Linked DNA regions of Hordeum vulgare: region 1 is linked to region 2. The links are chromatin contacts, called in public Hi-C maps. All regions are on one chromosome and are shown on one strand. The core of a region is the stretch at or near the end of the contact, and the rest is flanking DNA. Distances in the headings are between cores, read along the strand shown.

Evidence for each region. Hi-C and Micro-C count contacts between places; a contact is called where the count stands out from the background.
Region 1: a contact with region 2 is called in a Hi-C map of leaf, with 5 times the contacts expected there. The contact joins the promoter of LOC123408794 here to the promoter of LOC123408839 in region 2. A contact is called at or near these places in 4 of 6 Hi-C or Micro-C datasets (leaf and seedling) and 1 of 1 datasets of contacts at active chromatin or transcription factors (embryo).

Annotation. Positions count from the first base shown.
Region 1 is chr7H:83,516,987-83,522,395 of MorexV3_pseudomolecules_assembly, forward strand. It overlaps LOC123408794 (serine/threonine-protein phosphatase 2A activator), which reads right to left and starts at 3,753. Exons shown (of 2, transcript XM_045101836.1): 1 at 2,492-3,753. The coding sequence starts at 3,669.
Region 2 is chr7H:83,302,983-83,308,251 of MorexV3_pseudomolecules_assembly, forward strand. LOC123408839 (F-box protein FBW2) reads right to left here and starts at 3,007. Exons shown (of 3, transcript XM_045101881.1): 1 at 2,850-3,007; 2 at 1,410-1,763; 3 at 1-279. The coding sequence starts at 1,720.

The sequences.
Region 1 (5,409 bases), core at 2,503-5,002, 210 kb after region 2:
AATCCATCTCAAGTGGAATTGCAATTACGGGTCTGTTGATTATTTATTTTCAACATCAGTTAATTGGCACAAAAAAAGGTTCCCACATTATACTGAATGTTTATCTCTATTACATATCACAAAAGGTCTATCTTCTGTTGCTCCAGTATAATAGAGGGTACCGTGAGTCATGAAGACTGAGAGTGTCATTTTGCGAACGTGTTGAAGCTAAGTAATTTTACCCGGAGTTGCTTTACAATATTTTCACACAGGCCATGTTACATTGAGTCATTGACGACATCACAGAACGTAATACGCAATCTTAGTGGTGTAATCTTGTCATCTGACTACTAAAGCAGTCCCTAAGCACTACCAATGTGCAATATATGCATCTCAATTAGAAGGATGCAGACCAATGGGGAATAATGCAGAATCTGCAGAAAACCAGGTCATGTGCGTGCATAAGAGTGTGGTAATTCAACGACACAATCAGGGAACAATGTATCACATTCACCTATAGGCCTCAAAATGGATGGATATAGCAATTCAATGACAAATATCAACTCTAGCATCATCTGGCATACTGATTGTCAGAACTCAGAAATAGCTCAACGACACAATCAGGGAACAATGTATCACATTCACCTATAGGCCTCAAAATGGATGGATATAGCAATTCAATGACAAATATCAACTCTACCATCATCTGGCATACTGATTGTCAGAACTCAGAAATAGCCATTTTGAACAAACAAAATAAAACAAGAACCATCCCGTACAGGAAATTGGTGTTGATAATGTACAAAATGCAATATCAGACCATGAAATGGCTATATTGATCTCGATGTCATGAGAAGAATGCTAATGCAATCCAGGATATCAGCGTGGAGGTCCTAGACGGAGGGCATTGCTAAGATTATTCAATTATTTTCTCTGTTTATTGCACTAAATCATAGCATCAACTCCAGTTCAGCATGTGCTGAAAAAGCATCTGGGCATTGATAGTTAGTTGGTATCTTCTTTCTTTCAGGCTACAAGAGATACTTACGTTAGCGCTTCCAAGGTGTCCCGAGGACATACTAGCAACCTGAAAGCATCTAACATAGCATTTTCGTTATAACCACAACAGCAAAATTATACTGCTCTTTCAACAGAAATAGTCTATCTGAAGGACCAGAATATCACCAAAGAACTAGCCAGGACAGGAGTGCGTTGAAGCTAGCTATCCACGTGCCAGAACCAAGAGTTGGTTTCGAGATCTTATGGGTTTCAACTCTAGCCTAACCCAACTTGTTTGGGACTAAAAGACTTTGTTGTTGTTGCTGTTGTTGAATGTACTCAAAGTTCCATTAAAATGCCAGAAGAGAGTTTTCACAAGACTGGGTGAGAACAGAACTTTTCTGTCAACTCTTTTGCATCACAAAGTAATAAATGTAGAAACTGCAGAAATTTTAGCATTGTGGCGGAGTTAGCTACTAAAAAGAAAGGTTACATCAGCTTACAGGTAGGGATGAAAACAGAAGGAACTGAGTGCTGCAGCATTTGTTTTCATAATGTTTTCCAGAAGTGGAAACGAATACAAAAGGCCCAGAAATGAATACGATACGGACGCAGATACAAAACTGAATGTTCGCTGGAACTAAAAGACCCTTAAACAATTGAGAAAAACACGATCAAACTAGCAAATTATTTCAATTTATCTGACTACAATGTATTTCAATGATCTCCTAAACCAGCCGAACCTCATGGAGGGAATGTTCGCTGGAACTAAAAGACCCTTGAACAATTGAGAAAAACACGATCAAACTAGCAAATTATTTCAATTTATTTGACTACAGCAAGAAGAAACAGGGGCGCAAATGTTTTTACTGGTTAAAACCTAGAGATGTCTTGAAAAGTCATTCTGTTAGTACGCCCTAACACATAGATCAAAAGTCAAATCAGTATTGGATCAACTGAGGTTTAATCCATTCTTAATAAGATGATGTCAACGTGGAAATAGCATAAGATTACAGCACGTGCGTACAAAGTTTTGTATTCCAACCTAATACATACAGAAACAATTTCGTGCAAGGTGTTCTTGGCAGTTTTTAAAAACTTTAGGTAGCACTTTGCTCTTACTAATATTATAGCACTCAACTATGCATACAGATCCAATCTGTTAGTTCCCAATATGGTTGATATTCAGTAGGGGTCGGATAGTTGGCACATAATCTCATGTTGTACATGAGCCTGAAAATGTCTTCCTTCTACAGCTACGGAACGGAGTCCTTTACTAGAACTAGCTCGGCCCTGAAATCAGTATGCTATTTTGAAGCTTACTTGGGAAAGAAACTGAAGCACTAACTGATCTCTGTCTATTTCCTACTCCCTCTGTACCTAGACAATTGTAGTTGGCAATTACTTAGGTACAGAGGGAGTAGATAGGAGATGCACATATTAACTAACAGGATCCAATAGTTGGGCATCAGCTAAACTTACACCATGATTAGAGAGTGTTCAGGATCCATACCATTTGATAAGTGAGCCAAAGAGGAAATGCTGCATGATGGGCACCTTCTCAAGCACTTCAGCCTTGTACATCTTGAGCAGCCCACTGTTCACCTTCTTCCAGTTGGGCACGGCGCTGATATCATCCAACATCGGCGAATGCTCTGCAAAGGGCCCCTTCTTCACTTTTTTCACATACATGACGCACGCCAAGTACATGTACTCCTTGGAGAAGTTCTCCAAGATATCCGGGTTGTGGATCGACTTGGGTTTCATGTACTTGTGATCAATCAGTTGCGCAGCACCGAACACAAAGGGCAGGAAATGGTAATCATCTAGCCCCCAGACGCCGTGGGAGCCCGCAGGCTCCAGCAGGTACGTGTCCTGCAGCGTGCGCATGAGGTCGAGGTAGGAAGCAAACACGCGTAGCACGACGGCTGGGTAATCGGGCTCGGTGATGAGCCCGAGCCGCGCCAGGCAGTAGAGGAAGGCAGCGAAGTTGGTCTCATGCCCCGTGCCGTAGTCGATGCGGGAGCCGTTGCCGAAGGAGTCGAGGAGGTAGGGCGCGAGCTCGAGCTCGGCGCCGGCGAGGTCCGAGGGGGACGCGGCGGTGGCTGTGATCGGGGCGATCAGGTCGTTGACGGAGTCGGCGAGCTTCTCGTGCCAGAGGCGGAAGGCGGGGTTGCCGTACCGGGAGCTGTGCGGGAACGGCGGGGTGGACGCGACGAAGGCGGACAGCGCGGAGATGAGGTCGAGGAGGGCGGAGACGGCGGGGGAGGGAGGGGAGGGGAGCGGGTCGGAGAGCTTGCGGCCGTGCACGGAGGCGGAGAGCAAGGCGACGAAGCCGAGGAAGTGGCGGCCGTGGGTGGAGTCCTTGAAGCGGGCGATGTCGTCGGGGGACGCGATGCGCTTGGCGGGGGCTTGGAAGGCGAAGGGCGGCGAGGCGGGCGGGACCGGGAGGGGCTGCGGGACCGGGGAGAGGACGATGGCGGCGGTGTTGGTGGGCGCGTTGATGGCCGGCATGCGGATGGGGCGGTAGGCGGGCGGCGGGGAATCCCCGGTCCAGGGGGCGGGGGCGGGCGCCGCGGCGGGCGCGCCGCAGGAGCGGCAGAGCGGGGTGTGGGTGTGGGTGTGGCCGGCGTGGGAGGGAGGGGAGGTGGATGGCGCGGCGGCTTGAGGGGTCGATTCGGGGTTGGACATGGCTGCCGGCGGCGGGGGATCGCGGGCGGGGAGCTCTGCTCGTTTGGGTCGGCGAGGAGGGGATACTTGGGGGAGGCACTGACGCAGGGGAAGAGGAGTTGCTAACTTGCGACACGCGGAAAGGAAATGGCTGCTTCCGTTGGGCCGTCAATCGGTTACCTCGGTTTCGGACGGATCTGACAGGTCGGCCCAAATGAAGGATTTTTCTTCAAATCCATGAATTATTTTTAAATCCACGTCTCATTAATGCGTGATTTTAAAAAAAAAAATCACGTTTCATTAATCCGTGAATTATTTTCAAACCCCGAAAAAAATTGAGTTCGTAAATTTTCTTTCTCAAACCATTTTTTTTACTTCATGAACTTTTTTGAGTTTGTGAACAATTTTTTGAATCCATCAACTTTTTCGAGTTCGCAACCTTTTTAAAATTCACAAGCATTTGTCTTCGAATTCATAATTTTCCAAAATTCTCCTTCTTTTATTTCTAAAAGTCAATGGCGGACTGGGCAACACCGAACTGACCGTATACAAAAGAAACGAAGGCATTGTGAGCGAGATGGAAAACGTTTACCACCTGTGCGCCGGCGGAACGCTTCGGTCGGACGCATGCGCGTCGTTGATCTCTCGAGCTCCTCTCCATCCTGAACGGTCCGCGATTTCCTCCCCATCTCGAACGGCTCGCGCTGCGCCGCATCATCTGCGCGCCCCTGCGCCGCCGTCGTCGCTGCGCCGGTCCCTGCCCCCGTCGGCCCGCCCGAATCGCCAGTTTCCGCCACCGTCGACCGTCCGCATCGCCGGATCCAGCTTTCGTCCGTCGTCCTCGTCGTCTGCCCGCCATGGCCGGGGCGCACGTATACAAGTGTTAACAAAACGTCACTCAAAATTGCTGCAACGGCTATTTAAAAAAGCTTCAACCGTTGATTAAAAAAGCTGCAATCATACATATAAAAAGCTGCAAGGCAAATCATACTTTTCCTCGTGAAGTTTTTGGTTGAAGCTTTTCTATACACGGTTAAAACTTTTTGAGGAGTGACCACGCGAGATGCTGGAGTCGGAGCGGCGTTTGAAACTTTTTTCATACACAGTTGAAGCTTTTTCAGTCAACGTTTGCAACTTTCCCTCGTGAAGTTTTTGGTTGAAGCTTTTTTTTAACGGTTGAAGCTTTTTCTACACACGGTTGAAACTTTTTATCCAGCGTCTGCAACACAGGGGGTGAGATGCGACCGAAACGAGGTGAAGACCGACGGGCTACATCCATGATGCTTTCGACGGGCGGCTAAGGCGATGACCGGCGGCGACCGACGGTGAGGGCGACCAACGGTGAGGAGGCGAAGCGGTCGGCGCGTGCTGGGACATCGACGGGGGCGAGGCGCGTGCTGGGACGGCAGCGCGTGCGAGGATGACGGGGCGATGAGGGCTCGTGCGAGCAGATCTGACAGTCAGGGGGCCCTGATCCGACGGCTGCTGCACGACCGGTGCTAACCCTCAGGCCGGCGCGCCCGCGCCTAGCACTGGCCGAGCGAGATCTTCAGCTTGTTGTTGAGTAGGGCCATGTAGACGGGAGCGTAAGTGCTGGCGAGGATGTCTCGTCCTATTCTGTGCCTTAGGCGCTTGAAAAGGTGAGTTGGCGCGTTCACGTGTACCCCAAGCGGCCTGCCCGGTCGCCTGTTCAGTCGGTTGAACGCTGCATCGGTTTGACCAATGGATCGTTGTCAGTGGACTTCCAATTGTTTTTCTTTA
Region 2 (5,269 bases), core at 1,757-4,256:
CCAATCTCCAGGTGCCGGAGCTTCGGCATGCTGCCGGCGATGGCGCGGGCCTCGTCGTGCTGGCACACCTTGCCGGCGACGTCTATGGGGTGCATGACCCGCCGGAGCCCGACGAGGGACTTGCAGTTCTTGCCGAACGCCTCCAGTGCACGCGCGCCGATCTTGGTGCAGCTGCTGACGTCCAGGAATGTGACGTTGGACAGTCTTTGCGCAACATCTTCCACTATGCAGTCGCTGATCTCGCTCCTCGGAAGCTCCAGGGTCTTGAGAGATCGCGCACTTACAAAAGCAAACACTGTAGGGTCAGTACGGTTGAACAAAATATTATTGATACGGTCACTGGTAAACAAAGTATAATTGATACTATGATGTATATCCCTGTTCTCATAGGATCCATAATTGAAAGGTAACAGAGATATTTCAAAATGGTCACAACCTGCTCGATCAAATGCTATGCAGCGGGTATGAACTGAGTTTCTAACATTCATCATAATCAGAAAGTAGATTGAGCCAGAAAGAAGGGGAGCGCTGTGGAGTTGGGGGATGGTTGGTGATACCATTTTGAACATGTTCTTCTGCACTGCACACATGTTCTTCTGCACTACACACATGTGCAGGATATAACACCATGCTCGCAGCATTCATCACTATCAGAAAACACATTGAGCCCAAGGAGTATTATTGTGCTAGCAACTTGACACCACCACCTATAACCCTGTATTTATGGATTGATGCACGGGAATGATACTACTCCATTTGCATCTGTGCAACTGAATTAATAGTTTACGAGAATTCAGCAATAATAGAGCGGACCTTATTGTGTAAAGACAAATACAGCAGCAAGGCAGGTAAATTTGGAATCAATTACATAAGGTAATTGTTTATATTCATTAGCACATGATTCTCTAATGAATAGACGTATTAGCATTCATGCCTTGCAGCATTTCTTAGAGATTTGGGCCCTCGATCGTTCGATCATGTCATCCATCCGATCTCCGTCTTCCATTTTCTTACCGCATGCACTAAAACCCTACACATACACCCTGCGCCCTTTCGTCTACCGTGGACACCACTCTCTTACTTCCCGCCCCACCTCTCCGTCGACCTCACCCTTCTCCTCCCTAACCGCCTTAGTGATGCAACTCCTATAATGCAATCACAAAGCCATGATATTTCACCTGCCACTATACCTTGTGGCAACCTAAACCATATTTTGCACAAGAGCCTTCCTGCATTATGCAAGGATGCTGTCGAATCTGAACAAGCACTACAGCAACATGCACATTCCCACCAGCTAATGGTTCACAACTAATAAAACTAATATACCGTTCCCATCTAGGTTATCAAATCTTATCAGAGCAAAGCATCATCAAACATAAAAATGATTTCGACAGAAGGACACTACTTACTGGTTTGCGATGAAGGTGAACAACGAGTCGCTTGGAAGCCCGGACACGCTAATGCGGCGGAACGAGCCATCGCTGCGAGTGACGAGCGTATGAACCATGCGGGCGAGCTGGTCAGGCTTGTTCTGCTGCTGGCTCCACTCCTGGATGTCGATCTCCTGCCAGCAGTAGGGACCTGAGACCACCCGGCTCCAGGATTTGCAAACCCGGGGAACCACGGTGAGCATCTCCTGAAGGGAGAGGTTGCGGAAGATGAGCCCCAGGGCATCTGGCAATAGGTCCTCCCAACATCTCTGCTCACCGTGCTCTTCCATCCCTGATCCTTCCAGGACTGATCATGCAAGTTGTATGATCCACCTGTTTCAGGAACAATCATACATGAATCTCCGATAAAATCTCCTTAGTTCACATAGTTGAAGGCTTGAAGCAGCACATTCAGAATTTCGAGGTGACTCACATTAACAGTACGAATGTGCTTTCCTATGGTATGAAAAAAAAAATCCAGATAACCAACATTTATTTCGAGATAATAAATTGCCAATATGGCAAGACCACCATAAAGGAGCAGCTACCAAGGTACAGGAAAAATAAAACCCAGCGATGACGATAAAATTCCCAGAGGGAAAAAAACACACCAGGACGAACACAACTGCAAAGCTTCCCCTGAGCTGCGAAGAGAGAGGTCGCACGCTGCAACTTCAACAGAACTACAGGAAGAAATGAGGTCGAACCGAGGGGAGATGGCCGGGAGAAGGGGAGGAAAGATGAGCTTTCTTTTACCAGTCCAAGAAGCAGGCCAGATATGGCAGAGCGCCTAGAGCAGCGCACGCGGGCGCTAAAAATAGCACCCCCTCTTGGCGCAAAGCGGGCCGGTCACTGGTAGCGAGGACCCAAATCAGGAAACCTATCCATCCAAGAACCAAACGCTGCTGCTAGAGCAGCAGCAAGATGCGAGCACCAACCAAAAGCCAGCCCAGCCAAGGAATTAAGCTTTGTTAAGCATCGCCTCACTCGCACTCACACCAACCAGCGAGTGCCAGGAGCGAGGAGAGGACGCCGCGCGCAGATCTAAAGCAGCGCCCTTCGCCAGGGAACGAGGAATTCGAGAAAGCGTGGCGCGCGGCAACTGGCGGCGCCAACCTATATACTACGCCGGCCTACGCTGGTGGCCTCTGGACGCGCGCTCGCGAGAAAGAGCGCAAAAGCTCGGCCGGCCTTTCCCGTCCATGATTTCTTTTGTTCTTTCGCGAAAGGAGAAGGGAGGCGAATAAGAATAAGATGGAGAGAGACCCGTCTTTTTCTTTCGCCCCTCCCCGCCTTGGCGAGGATTCGCTCGCGGGATGGCCGGGAGGGGGAATGAACAACGTTGACGCCGTGGGGAGGGGGGTGACGGGCCGGCTCGTGGCGGCGGCGGGGTGGCTGGACGGGAGGGAGGAGGCTTACCGGGCCGCGGCGGAGGTGGTGGCGGTGGCGGTGGCGACGCTCCTTGGATCTGTGGAGGGCGTCTCGGTAGGGAAGGAGGAGGGGTGTGGGGTGGGGAGGGAGACAGAGTTGAGTGTAACAGTGGAGGGGTGAGGTGGTCGGCGAGAGGACCGGAAAGTCTTTCTCCTTTTGTTGCGCGCGCGTGCCTTTTGCGGTGCAGCGGGGATGGAAAACGCGGCCGGGCTGGAGCGGTTCTGAAGCTGAAAACGTGACGCGACCGCAGGTGTTCTAACTTAAAACGTGATGCGCTCAAACGAAGGGGCCATGGATCGAGCGAGCGAGTCATGATTTTGTTGACGAGATTGCTGACGTTGACGCAGGATTTATCTGTGATGCTGCGGTGTGTGTGGGGTAGATTTTTTATTCCAGATTCAATGATACTCCCTCAGTTTCTAAATACTCTTAAGTCTTCATATTTTTTTATATAGACTACATACGAAACAAATTGAGTGAATTTATGCTTTAAAATATGTCTATATGCATCCGTATGTACTCCCTCTGCAAAGTAAGGGCTAGGTGCAACTGAATAGGCAATCAGCAGAATGTCTTATAAAGCGGACGTCTGGGTTTTGGAAAGTGTCGTTAAACCACAACTTTAGCTCGCGGGTTCGGTTGCTCTTATATTAGTTTACAAAGAAAGTATTTCGTAGTGAAATATCAAAAAAAAAATATTTAAAAACAAAGAAAGTACATGACAGATGTGTTCTAAATTAATGTGGGATCAAAGTGCTATTATGTTTCTATGGCTTTTTGTGTTTGCATAAAGGCTTTCTAGATATGTTTTTGTTCCTCCAAATTTTAACTATTACTTTCCTAAGTAGGAGTAGATATGTTTTCCTAATGTCATGCTAGTAATATTCGTCAATACAACTGTCCACCTTGATGCGATTTTTTGATTTAAAAACACTCGAGACCTTTACTCGTCTTAGGGCCCAACGTTATGTCACGTTCAGTAGTTGTTCGTCATGCGAACAATTAGAGAAATGTTCGTGTTGACAAAGAAGTGAAATTCAATGCTAACATCAAAGGAGACAAAACAGAAAATATCTACATATCTATGCTCCTAGCAAATTATAGTAAAATAAAGTAAATATGATTGCAAATTTCTAAACGACGTTTGACATAAAAGAATTTCAAATTTCAACCATCACTTCCCTAACTAGGTTTGTTTACAACCATGCCCCCCACCCTACTACCGCTCCCTTCCCGCGGTTTTCGGGTTTGAAAATGATTGGGCACTTGTGGCCCAACAATCCAATGACCTAGGATTTGGCCCATCATCATTCAAACAGTGTGCTTGCTTTAGCCATCGCCATCAAGCGGTCGTGCTTTGCATTCAAAATATGGCAACATCCCATCTCCTCGCATGCAATACACCAATACGAGGAAATAAGGTTCCTATCCAATTAGGGTCTTAGATGCGCTGTCATCTAAATCCTCGAGTGAACAGTTGAATAAATGTTCTCTATTGAAAAAAAGGATTCACGGTTGCCATTGAAAGAGACAAAAACACAAGATGCTTTCATGCATATGGTTCTCGCAAATTACAGTAATGTAAAGTAATGTAAACGACTTTCACGATGGACCTTTTCTTCAAATTTTAACTATGGTTTCCCTAACTAGATTTGTTTCTGACCATGTCCCACTAGTCATATTCATCGGGAAAACTGTTACCCTTCCCATGATTTTCCAATTTGAAACTGCTTGAGCCCTTCGCTCGTCTTGAGACCTAACAGTTGAAAATATTTTCTCGAGGCAATAATAAATTGTTTATTATCATATTTCTTTGTTCATGATAATCGTTTATTATCCATGCTTGAATTGTATTGATCGAAAACACAGATACATGTGCAGATACATAGACAACACGGTATCCCTAGTGAGCCTTTACTAGACTAGCTTGTTGATCAAAGATGGTTAAGGTTTCATAACCATAGACATGAGTTGCCATTTGATAATGGGATTACATCATTAGGCGAATGAAGTGATGGATAAGACCCGACCGTAAACATAGCTTATGATCGTATCACTTAGCTTATTTCTAATGCTTTCTTCATGTCAAGTATCTGTTCCTAAGAGCATGAGGTCATGCAACTCCCTCACACGAGAGAATGCCTTGTGTGTATCTGAAAGCACAATTTCTCCCTTAGGTAGTTTTGTTAATTAATAATAACATATGTATCATTGAACTAATGATCTTATCCAAGTATATTTCAGAAAAGTTCAAAGATGCACTGGCTAAAGGATTGTGAGGAGAAACCCCTTGATGCAACGAAAGCAATAGGATTGACTCAAGCTTCAAGCAAGAGGACTCTACATTTTACATTTGTGAGAAATCACTTTTTAGTTCATAGGAAAGCCAATACTATTAAAAGGGGGTG